2 separate regions of the Mus musculus genome follow, and region 1 is linked to region 2. A link is a contact called in public HiChIP or PLAC-seq data. All regions are on one chromosome and are shown on one strand. The core of a region is the stretch at or near the end of the contact, and the rest is flanking DNA. Distances in the headings are between cores, read along the strand shown. Region 1 has its middle 17 kb from the start of Itga3. Region 2 has its middle 9.4 kb from the start of Hils1.

Region 1 (4,474 bases), core at 1,097-3,596, 140 kb before region 2:
TAGGGAATTTAAAGAAGCTGCGTCTGGGGCATTGGCTGGAGTGAGTGAGGGACATGGGAGCCAAGGATGGCAACAGTGTACATATCTCCAGGTTTGCCGCCTTATGTACAGAGCCATCCCTAACCCAAATGGCAGAGCACAGGGTGTCTCTGTAGCTCTGGCTGTCCTGGAACTCACTCTGTAGACCAGGCTGGCCTGGAATTCACCTGCCTCCTAAGTGCTGGGATCAAAGGCATGTGCCACCACCATCCAGCTAAAGATTTATTTTTGTATTTTATGGATCTGAGTGCTCTGTCTTTACGCTCACCAGAAGAGGCAAATCGGATCCCATTATAGATGGCTGTGAGCCACCGTGTGGTTGCTGGGTAATTGAACTCAGACCTCTAGAAGAGAAGCCAGAAACTTTCTTGTCATGTAATACTGGGAAAATCTGAGCCAGACCCAGTGGCAAATGCCTGTAATCCCATCACCCCGAAGAGGATCGTACATATGAGTCTAGCCTGGGGCTGCATGGTGAGACCCTATCTCATTATGCAAATATGGTAAACTAAGGCTCAGTTTACTGATCTGTAAAATGGAGATAATAGCCCCAGGTGTACCTGAAATCCTAGCAGGAGAATCACTTGAGTTCAAGAGTTTGAGACTAGTTTGGGCAATGTAGTGAGATCTCCATCTGAAATAACAAAATAAAACCCCATGTCTTTCAAAGTCACCACTGTTTTTTGCTCTGTCACTTTTCCACTCTCAACTCTATAGTCAGCTGCTAATCTGCCTTGTGGTTTCTACTTGCCTTGTCTGTATGGTTCTTGTAAATGGAACACAGCATAAGCAGCCTTTGGTGCCTGGTTTCTTTTGTTCAGGGTGTGGTGGTGTGAATGAAGATAGCCCCCATAGGCTCATATATTTGAATGCTTAGTTACCAGGGAGTGGAGCTGTTTGAAAGGATTAGAAGGATTAGGAGGTGTGGCCTTGTTGGAGGAACTGTGTCAGTGGGAATGGGCTTTGAGGTTTCAAAAGCGCATGCCAGGCTCAGTCTCTCTGTGCCTGCAGATCAGGATGTAACTTCTCTAGCACCACCTCTGTCATGCCTGCTGCCATGCTCCCCTCCAAGATGCTAATGGACCAAACCTCTGAACCTGTAAGCAAGTCCCACCATAAAATGCTTTCTTTTATAAGAGTTGCCTTGGTTGCTGGGTGGTGGTAGCAGTGGTGCACACCTTTAATCCCAGTGCTCAGAGGCAGAGACAGTTGGATCTCTGAGTCCTAGGCCAGCCTGGTCTACAAAACTAGTTTCAGGACAGGCAGGGCTTCGTGGAGAATTTCTGTCAAAACAAAACAAATCAAAAACAGAACAAACAAACCAAGAGTTGCCTTCCTCATGGTGTCTCTATACAATAGAACACTAAGACACTGCGTTTTCAAGATTTGCCCATATACTCCACGCATAAAATTTTATGCCCTATTGCCAAAGAAAGTTTCCTGTGTGGGTGAACCACATTTTGCTTATCCATTCGTCAATAGATACTTGGGTTGTTTCCATATTTTGGCTATTATAAATATTGTTGGTATGAATATTCATGTCCAGGATTTTGTGTAGACTTGTTCTGTTTTCCTTGGGTATAGACTCACAGGTAGGCTGAGTCAAATGGCATCTCTCTACCCAACCCTTTGAAGAAATGCCAGGCTATATTTTCTTATTCTTACTGTTAGAATTAGAATCAGATGAGGTCCTGATTTCTTCCTGCCTCCCGCCTCCCATCTATTACTTATTTATTTAAGATTTATTTATTTTATATATGTGAATATACTGTTGCCGTCCTCAAACACACCAGAAGAGGGCATCATGTCCCATTACTCCAGCCTAATAAAATAAGTCTTTAAAAAAAGATTTACTTTTAAAAATATAAGTAAGTAAATAAAATACTGGGAAGATTTCTTTTTTTGTTTGTTTGTTTGGCTGGTTGGTTTTTTGAGATAGGGTTTCTCTGTGTAGCCCTGGCTGTCCTGGAACTCATGCAGTAGACCAGGCTGGCCTCTGCCTCCCAAGTGCTGGGATCAAAGGTGTGCGCCACCATGCCCAGCAGGAAGATTTTTTTTTTAACCTTTTATTGATTCCTTGTGAGGTTCACATCACGCACCCCAATCCCACTCATCTTCCAGTCCCCTCATATCCACCCTTTGCCCTTGCAACTTCCCCCCACCCCCACCCCCAGGAAGCACACGTGCAAACAAAGAACAAAAACAGCATAGAAGACACCTCATCATGGACGCTGTAGTGTGTCACAGTGTGTCCCACAGCATAGCCCTTTGTCCACACATCTTGCAAAGGTTCATTGCGATGAGTCATTGGTCTGGTTCGAGATATCTGGCTTCTATGACATCAATGTTGAACTCCTCCCGGTTATCCTGTTGCTGCCCTGGGTCATGGAGATCCTGCAGGTTTGGAACAGCAGGACTGGCCCTTTCATGCTTCCCAGCCACTAGCAGATGATAGAGATTTTGAGGTGGGCCAGTTTAGAACTCTGCCTGTGGGCCTGGCTGGTAGCTGAGCTGGTCAGCTCTCCCTTATCCACACCACCAGGGCAAGCTCTCCAGCACTGCTCTGACTAGGAACTCCAATGCCACCATTGACCGGAGGCAGGGCCAGCTCTCCTGCTCTCACGCCTTTGGGGCTGGCTCACTTGCACCCCTACCACCAGGGGTGACCTTGGTGTGCTGTCCAGGTGAGATTCAGGGCCCGCTTTCCTGAATGCTAAAGCTGGTGAGAGGCAGGGATAGCTCTCCTGAGCTCATGACCCTTTGAATGGCTTTCTCAACTGCCAGAGGTGGTGAGGAATGGGAGAATGGTAGGGGCATCACCTCTGCGCCCTTGCCACCCCATGGCACCCCTGACCCTTCACATCATCTCTCACCACCACCCCCCATCAGGGCCAGCACCATTGTGCTGCCTGGATGAGGCGCAGGGCTCATTCTCCCATGTGCTGCCGGTGGTGAGAGATGGGGCTAACTCTCCAGAGTGCAGCATCCAGTGAGGGGTGGGGCTAGTTCTGCACAGCCTGTGGACACCCCGGTGGTCCCTGGTGGCTGCCCTGACCAGGGACAGCTCCATGTTCTCTAGTGGTAATACAAGCCACAGACATTGACATCAGCCCCTGCTACACAGACTCAAACATGGCCCTCAGTAACAGAACAGTTCGTCCTCACCATGGCTCCAAGTGGCATGGCTGGCCACTCATAGCAGGCTACTCCTCTCCACTCTCGAGTCTCCAGGTTCGTCTCTCTTTGTAATGTTCAAGCTACTCCACTTCTCTTTCTCTCCCATCTGACCACCGCATACTCACACACTGAGGGGGCTCTAGCTGTAGGCTGGCCACACAGCTGGCGGGGCTCTGGGTTACATCCTCAATCCATGCTATATGACACACCAGCCAGCAGGTGTCTGTCACCTGCCTGTGCAGTGCACTGGGGGCGGGGTGGGGGAGGGGCAGGTCTGGGGTGGCATGGTGGTCTGCAGGTGTCTGTCTATCTGTCTTCCTCTTTCTGTGCTGCCTGGATTTGATTTGATTTTTATGAGTCTTCTACATAAAACAGCCGTCTTAGTTTCTATTCCTGCACAAAACATCATGACCAAGAAGCAAGTTGGGGAGGAAAGGGTTTATTCAGCTTACACTTCCACATTGCTGTTCATCACCAAAGGAAGTCAGGACTGGAACCCAAGCAGGTCAGGAAGCAGGAGCTGATGCAGAGGCCATGGAGGGATGCTGCTTACTGGCTTGCTTCCCCTGGCTTGCTTAGTGCTCAGCTTGCTTTCTTATAGACTACCCGCCCAGGGATGGTACCACTCACAAGGGGCCTTTCCCCCTTGATCACTAATTGAGAAAATGCCCCACAGCTGGATCTCATGGAGGCATTTCCTCACCTGAAGCTCCTTTCTGTGATAACTCCAGCCTGTGTCAAGTTGACACACAAAACCAGCCAGTACAACAGCTTTGGCCACCAAGCCAGGCACCAGGATGAACAAAGGAGTTGCCATCTGCTCTGTCCCTGACTGCTATCACCAACAAGGGGTCTCTTTCCCCATTGCCAGAGGGTACACGCATTCTTTTTTTTTTGTTTGTTTTTTCGAGACAGGGTTTCTCTGTGTAGCCTTGGCTGTCCTGGAACTCACTCTGTAGACCAGGCTGGCCTCGAACTTAGAAATTCGCCTGCCTCTGCCTCCCACGTGCTGGGATTAAAGGCGTGAGCCACCATGCCCGGTGGGTATACGCATTCTTAACCACTGTACCATTTCTCCAGCTCCCAGCCTGCATGTTTTTAAGTTAGACTGTTTGTGTTTTTATTATTGAATTACTTTAAAAAATTCCACCTACAAATCTCTATAAGATTCATGAAAAAAATACTCTTAAAAATTTTTCATTTTTTAAAAAAATTTTTTATGTGCATTGATATTTCGCCTGCATGTATGTCTGTGTGA
Region 2 (4,261 bases), core at 869-3,368:
ACCTCCACATTGCTGTTCATCACCAAAGGAAGTCAGGACTGGAACTCACACAGGGCAGGAGCCTGGAGGCAGGAGCTGATGCAGAGGCCATGGAGAGATGCCCCTTACTGGCTTGCTCAGCTTGCTTTCTTATAGAACCCAGGACTACCAGCCCAGGGATGGCACCACCCACAATGGGCCCTCCCACCCTTGATCACTAATTGAGAAAATGTCTTACAGCTGGATCTCATGGAGGCATTTCCTCAAGGGAGGCTCCTTTCTCTGTGATAACTCCAGCTTGTGTCAAGCTGACACACAAAACCAGCCAGTACAGGGACCCTAATAGAGAGGAACAACAAAGAAGCAAGGACACATGGCCCAGCCCATCTTTTCTAAGAGAATGCATAGGAGTGTGTCACCCCACAGCATGGCCCCTCTTTAAGGCTTCTGTCTCAGGAGCTTCTGCAGAGCTCCTCAGCTTCCCATTTTTCTTTTCTTTTCTTTTCTTTTCTTTTCTTTTCTTTTCTTTTCTTTTCTTTTCTCTTTTCCTTTCTTTTCTTTTCTTTTCTTTTCTTTTCTTTTCCTTTCATTTCCTCCCCCCCCCCTTTTTTTTTTGGACAGGGTCTCCCTACATAGCCTTGGCTGTCCTGGAGCTCACTATGTAGATTGGGCTGGCTTCAAACTCTCCTAGGGTTTCACAACTTCCTTTAGATCTCTGCTCTAAAACATATCCCCAGATTTGACCTTCCCTGTCCCTTCTGCTCCTGTGCTTTTCAGAGTCCCTTCAAAAGTCCTCTTGGCTCTCCGATAGGAGATGCTGTCTGGGCTCATGGGTTATAGGTCTTCTGAGCTGTTGAGATGGCTCAGCCCTTAAAGGCTAAGCTCACAACTGAAACAGCAAGTCTTCTGCCAGCACTAGATTCAGGATTCTGCCTACCCTCTCTCTAATAGCCCACCCCACACCTACCCCTTAAGGTTCAACACAGCTCCTGCACACAGAAGATGGCAGGCAAGGCTGTTTGGAGGGAATACCTGAGGGATAGTTGTCTGTGTGTCTGCTCAGAGTTATTTTTGTTTGCTTGTTTTAATTTATTTGTTTTTATTTTATGTGCACTGCTGCTTTGCCTGCATGTCTGTGTGTGGCTGTTAGGTGCCCTGGAACTGGAGTTACTGAAAGTTGTGATCTGCCATGTGGGTGCTGGGAATCGAACCTGGGTCCTCTGGAAGAACCAGTGCTCTTAATGGCTAAACCATCTCTCTAGATCCAATTTTTTGTTTGTTTGTTTGTTTGTTTGTTTGTTTGTTTTTAGTTTTTATGTGTATGGGTGTTTGGTCTGCATGTATGTCCTGTAGAGGCCAAAAGAAGTGCCAGATCCTCTGGGATTGGAGTTACAAACAGCTGTGAGCTGCCTTGGGGGTGCCTGGAATTGAACCCGGGCCCTCTAGAAGAGCAGCCTTTTAAGTGCTATCTTAACGGCTGGTTAAGTACAGTAACAGGAAAGGGGGGTGTGGAGTGTAGAATAGGGATGCAATCTGGAACTGACTTTGAACAATCAGTTGAGATAACTCACTATCTTCAGATCAACCTGCTCAGAGCTCTGAGGGAGGCTGCACTTCCTCTGTGGTCAAAAGTAAGTCTTTACCACTATCATCTGTACCCCATTCTGCCTATTCTGGGTACTGGAAGCCCATTAGCTGCTTAATTATGGAACTGGGTAAGCGCTGACAGAGGCTGGCAGGGTGGGGCGGGAGGTGGGGTGCTGGCAAGGTAATGGCTGGAGGGATGGGCTCTTTGCAGAACAAACAGATGCCTCTGGCTTCTCATTGGCTACTTCCTCCTCCCCTTCCCTCCTCCCCCTCCCCCACAGGTCTTTCAGCTGATGGGCAGGCATAGCTCTAGCTCAGTGTCACAGTCCTGGGGCATAGGCTAGCTTCAACTGGATCCCTGCACCCTTAAGGTGGGGGCTGCTGGCTCCCCTCTCACCTCTGTCTGGTCCCCTGCATGTCCTTCCTGGTCGAGGGCGGGAGAATAAGAAGTCAGCTCCTCCCTCCCTCCCTCTGCTTCCTGGCCTTGCCTTGGGCTCTTGGCAGCCTCTACCTCCCAACTCAGTTCCAAAGAGCACACAGGAGCCGGCTTGGCTGCCTTCCTGAAAGGAAGTGGCCCAGACAAGTAGCCGGGAGGATGGCGTGACTACAGAAGACACTGAGCCCTGCCTGGGCATCCACATGTGAACGCCCAGATGACCAGCAGCACAGAGGGAGGACACAGACATACTCACTGGGCAGAAGCCTCTCCTGGAAGAGTAATCAGGATGGCTTCCTACAGTCCCTCACAGAGTAGGCAGCTGTTTCCAGCCCCCACCTTCTGTGGTGTCACCCCGCACTCACTCCACCCTACTTTTAGTCCAGATGATGGCCCTGATTATTGGCTTGATGAGCGGCCTCCACCTTCACTCTAAATACAGACTATGCATGCGCATGCGCAGCCGGACCCTGCAGCCATTTCCGCACCACTCCCTATGGTCCAGTCTCTTCAATACAGAGGCCACCTACTTCGGGCCTCAATCACTAAGGCCACACCTCTCCAGGCAGGGTCCAAACATGGTTCTGGCACACTGTATCGACCTCAACAGTTAGTTTGCTCCCAAACGGAGTCATTCCTACTTCAGGGCTGAAGTGAGAACCCATGAAGGTAGGCATGCCAATACTTCCTAGACACCGCATTATCCCGGGTACCACACAGCCTCCTCAGGCGAGAGGGGTGTGGGTCTCTCTGACCTGTCAGATCCTGACCAATGGGCTCTGCTTCCCCTAATGCCTCAAGAAATTTTTGTTTTTCCTTCTGAATGGAAAGGAATGATAAAGTTTGCACTCCTTAAATGCAAGGACGCTGTTGGTCACGAGTGAACACCAGAACTACATACAGCTAGTTCGAACTGAGATGTGTATAGTTTTTTGTTTGTTTGTTTGTTTGGTTTGGTTTTTCGAGACAGGGTTTCTCTGTGTAGCCCTGGCTGTCCTGGAACTCACTCTGTAGACCAGGCTGGCCTCAAACTCTGAAATCCGCCTGCCTCTGCCTCCCAAGTGCTGGGATTAAAGGCTTGCGCCACCACTGCCCGGCAATGTGTATGGTTTTAATGGTTGAGATTGTATTAGGTTAAATAAGATATGAAACTAGTTTCACCTCACTTTTTATTTTTATTTATTTATTTATTTATTTTGACATAGAGTCTCATGTAACCCAGGCTTTGATCCGGTCTCCATCTTTTCTGTGGCATAGAGATTGAACGCAAAGCATTGTGCATACTAGGAATCACTGTACCAGCGGAGCTACACTGCAGCTCATCTCCCCCCAACCCCCTTTCTAAACATGGATGCTAGAAAATAAAAAATATGGGGCTGGAGAAACGGCTCAGGGTTCAATCCTCAGCACCCACATGGCAGCTCACAACTGTAACTTAGGTTCCAGGGGACCCTGCACCTTCACAAAGACGTACATGCAGGCAAAACACCAATGCACAGAAAATGAAGGAAAGAAAGGAAGAAAGAAAGAAAGGAAGAAAGAGAAGGAGAGAGAAAGAAAGAAAGAAAATGAAAAACATGAGTTTCCCACAATCTACTTTTTAAAATTGCACGTGTGTGCATCCCCCACCCCACACACACACACATACACTCACACACAGGCACACACTCATACACAAGAGCACAGGAATGCACACACACACACATTGTGCGCACTTTCTCCTCCTCCTCCTCCTTCTCCTCCTCCTCTTCCTCCTCCTTCTCCTTCTTCTTCTTTTGAGACAGGATTTCTCTGTATATAGCCCCTGGCTGTTCTGGAACTTGATATGTAAACCAGGCTGCCCTGGAGCTCACAGAGATCCTCCTGCCTCTGTCTCTGGAGTACTGGGATTCAAGGTGTGCCATCATGCCCCTGCTCCTCCTATCATTTTGGGCAGGGAGAAGCACCAGTGCTCCAGCACCTTTGGGTACCAATTCGCTTCCCTCCCTCCCTGCCTGGCTTTGCACATCCTCTGTAAAGAGTTGAGATCTCCATGTGCACAAGGATCAGTCACCCTCCCAGAAAGACTACCTTCTTCCCAGGTCCTGCCTCCTCCGTGCAAATGCCCTGGCTCAGTTTGCAGCACACATTCAGGAGGAACACACTAACAGCCTCTCGCCAGCTCTGAGAATTCCCACTAGTGCGGGGGACTTTGGGATGCTTGTCTTCTTCCACACCAGCCCCTCCTGGTTTTCCCAAGTGTCTCTCTGCTCAGCTTTA

The links. HiChIP or PLAC-seq counts read pairs in DNA pulled down with a chosen protein or histone mark.
Region 1: a CTCF HiChIP or PLAC-seq map of the NIH/3T3 cell line shows a contact between it and region 2, with 8 read pairs. The contact joins two enhancer-like sites. A contact is called at or near these places in 6 of 39 promoter capture datasets (cranial neural crest, embryonic stem cells, frontonasal cranial neural crest and 2 more), 1 of 15 datasets of contacts at CTCF or cohesin (the NIH/3T3 cell line), 26 of 484 Hi-C or Micro-C datasets (B cells, the Ba/F3 cell line, the G1E-ER4 cell line and 18 more), 1 of 115 datasets of contacts at active chromatin or transcription factors (pancreatic cancer cells) and 3 of 9 other capture datasets (adipose tissue, embryonic stem cells and pancreatic islet).

Annotation. Positions count from the first base shown.
Region 1 is chr11:95,091,188-95,095,661 of GRCm38.p6, reverse strand. No RefSeq gene overlaps it. Among named protein-coding and RNA genes, the nearest start is that of Itga3, 17 kb to the right of the region's middle. Within about 2 kb of position 2,346, at least 37 of the 459 cell types and tissues checked have an H3K27ac peak or open chromatin away from gene starts, as enhancers often do. A contact at or near this core is called in the HL-1 cell line, the N1E-115 cell line, the NIH/3T3 cell line and 1 more, where this site is marked.
Region 2 is chr11:94,956,083-94,960,343 of GRCm38.p6, reverse strand. No RefSeq gene overlaps it. Among named protein-coding and RNA genes, the nearest start is that of Hils1, 9.4 kb to the left of the region's middle. Within about 2 kb of position 2,118, at least 138 of the 459 cell types and tissues checked have an H3K27ac peak or open chromatin away from gene starts, as enhancers often do. A contact at or near this core is called in the HL-1 cell line, the N1E-115 cell line, the NIH/3T3 cell line and 1 more, where this site is marked.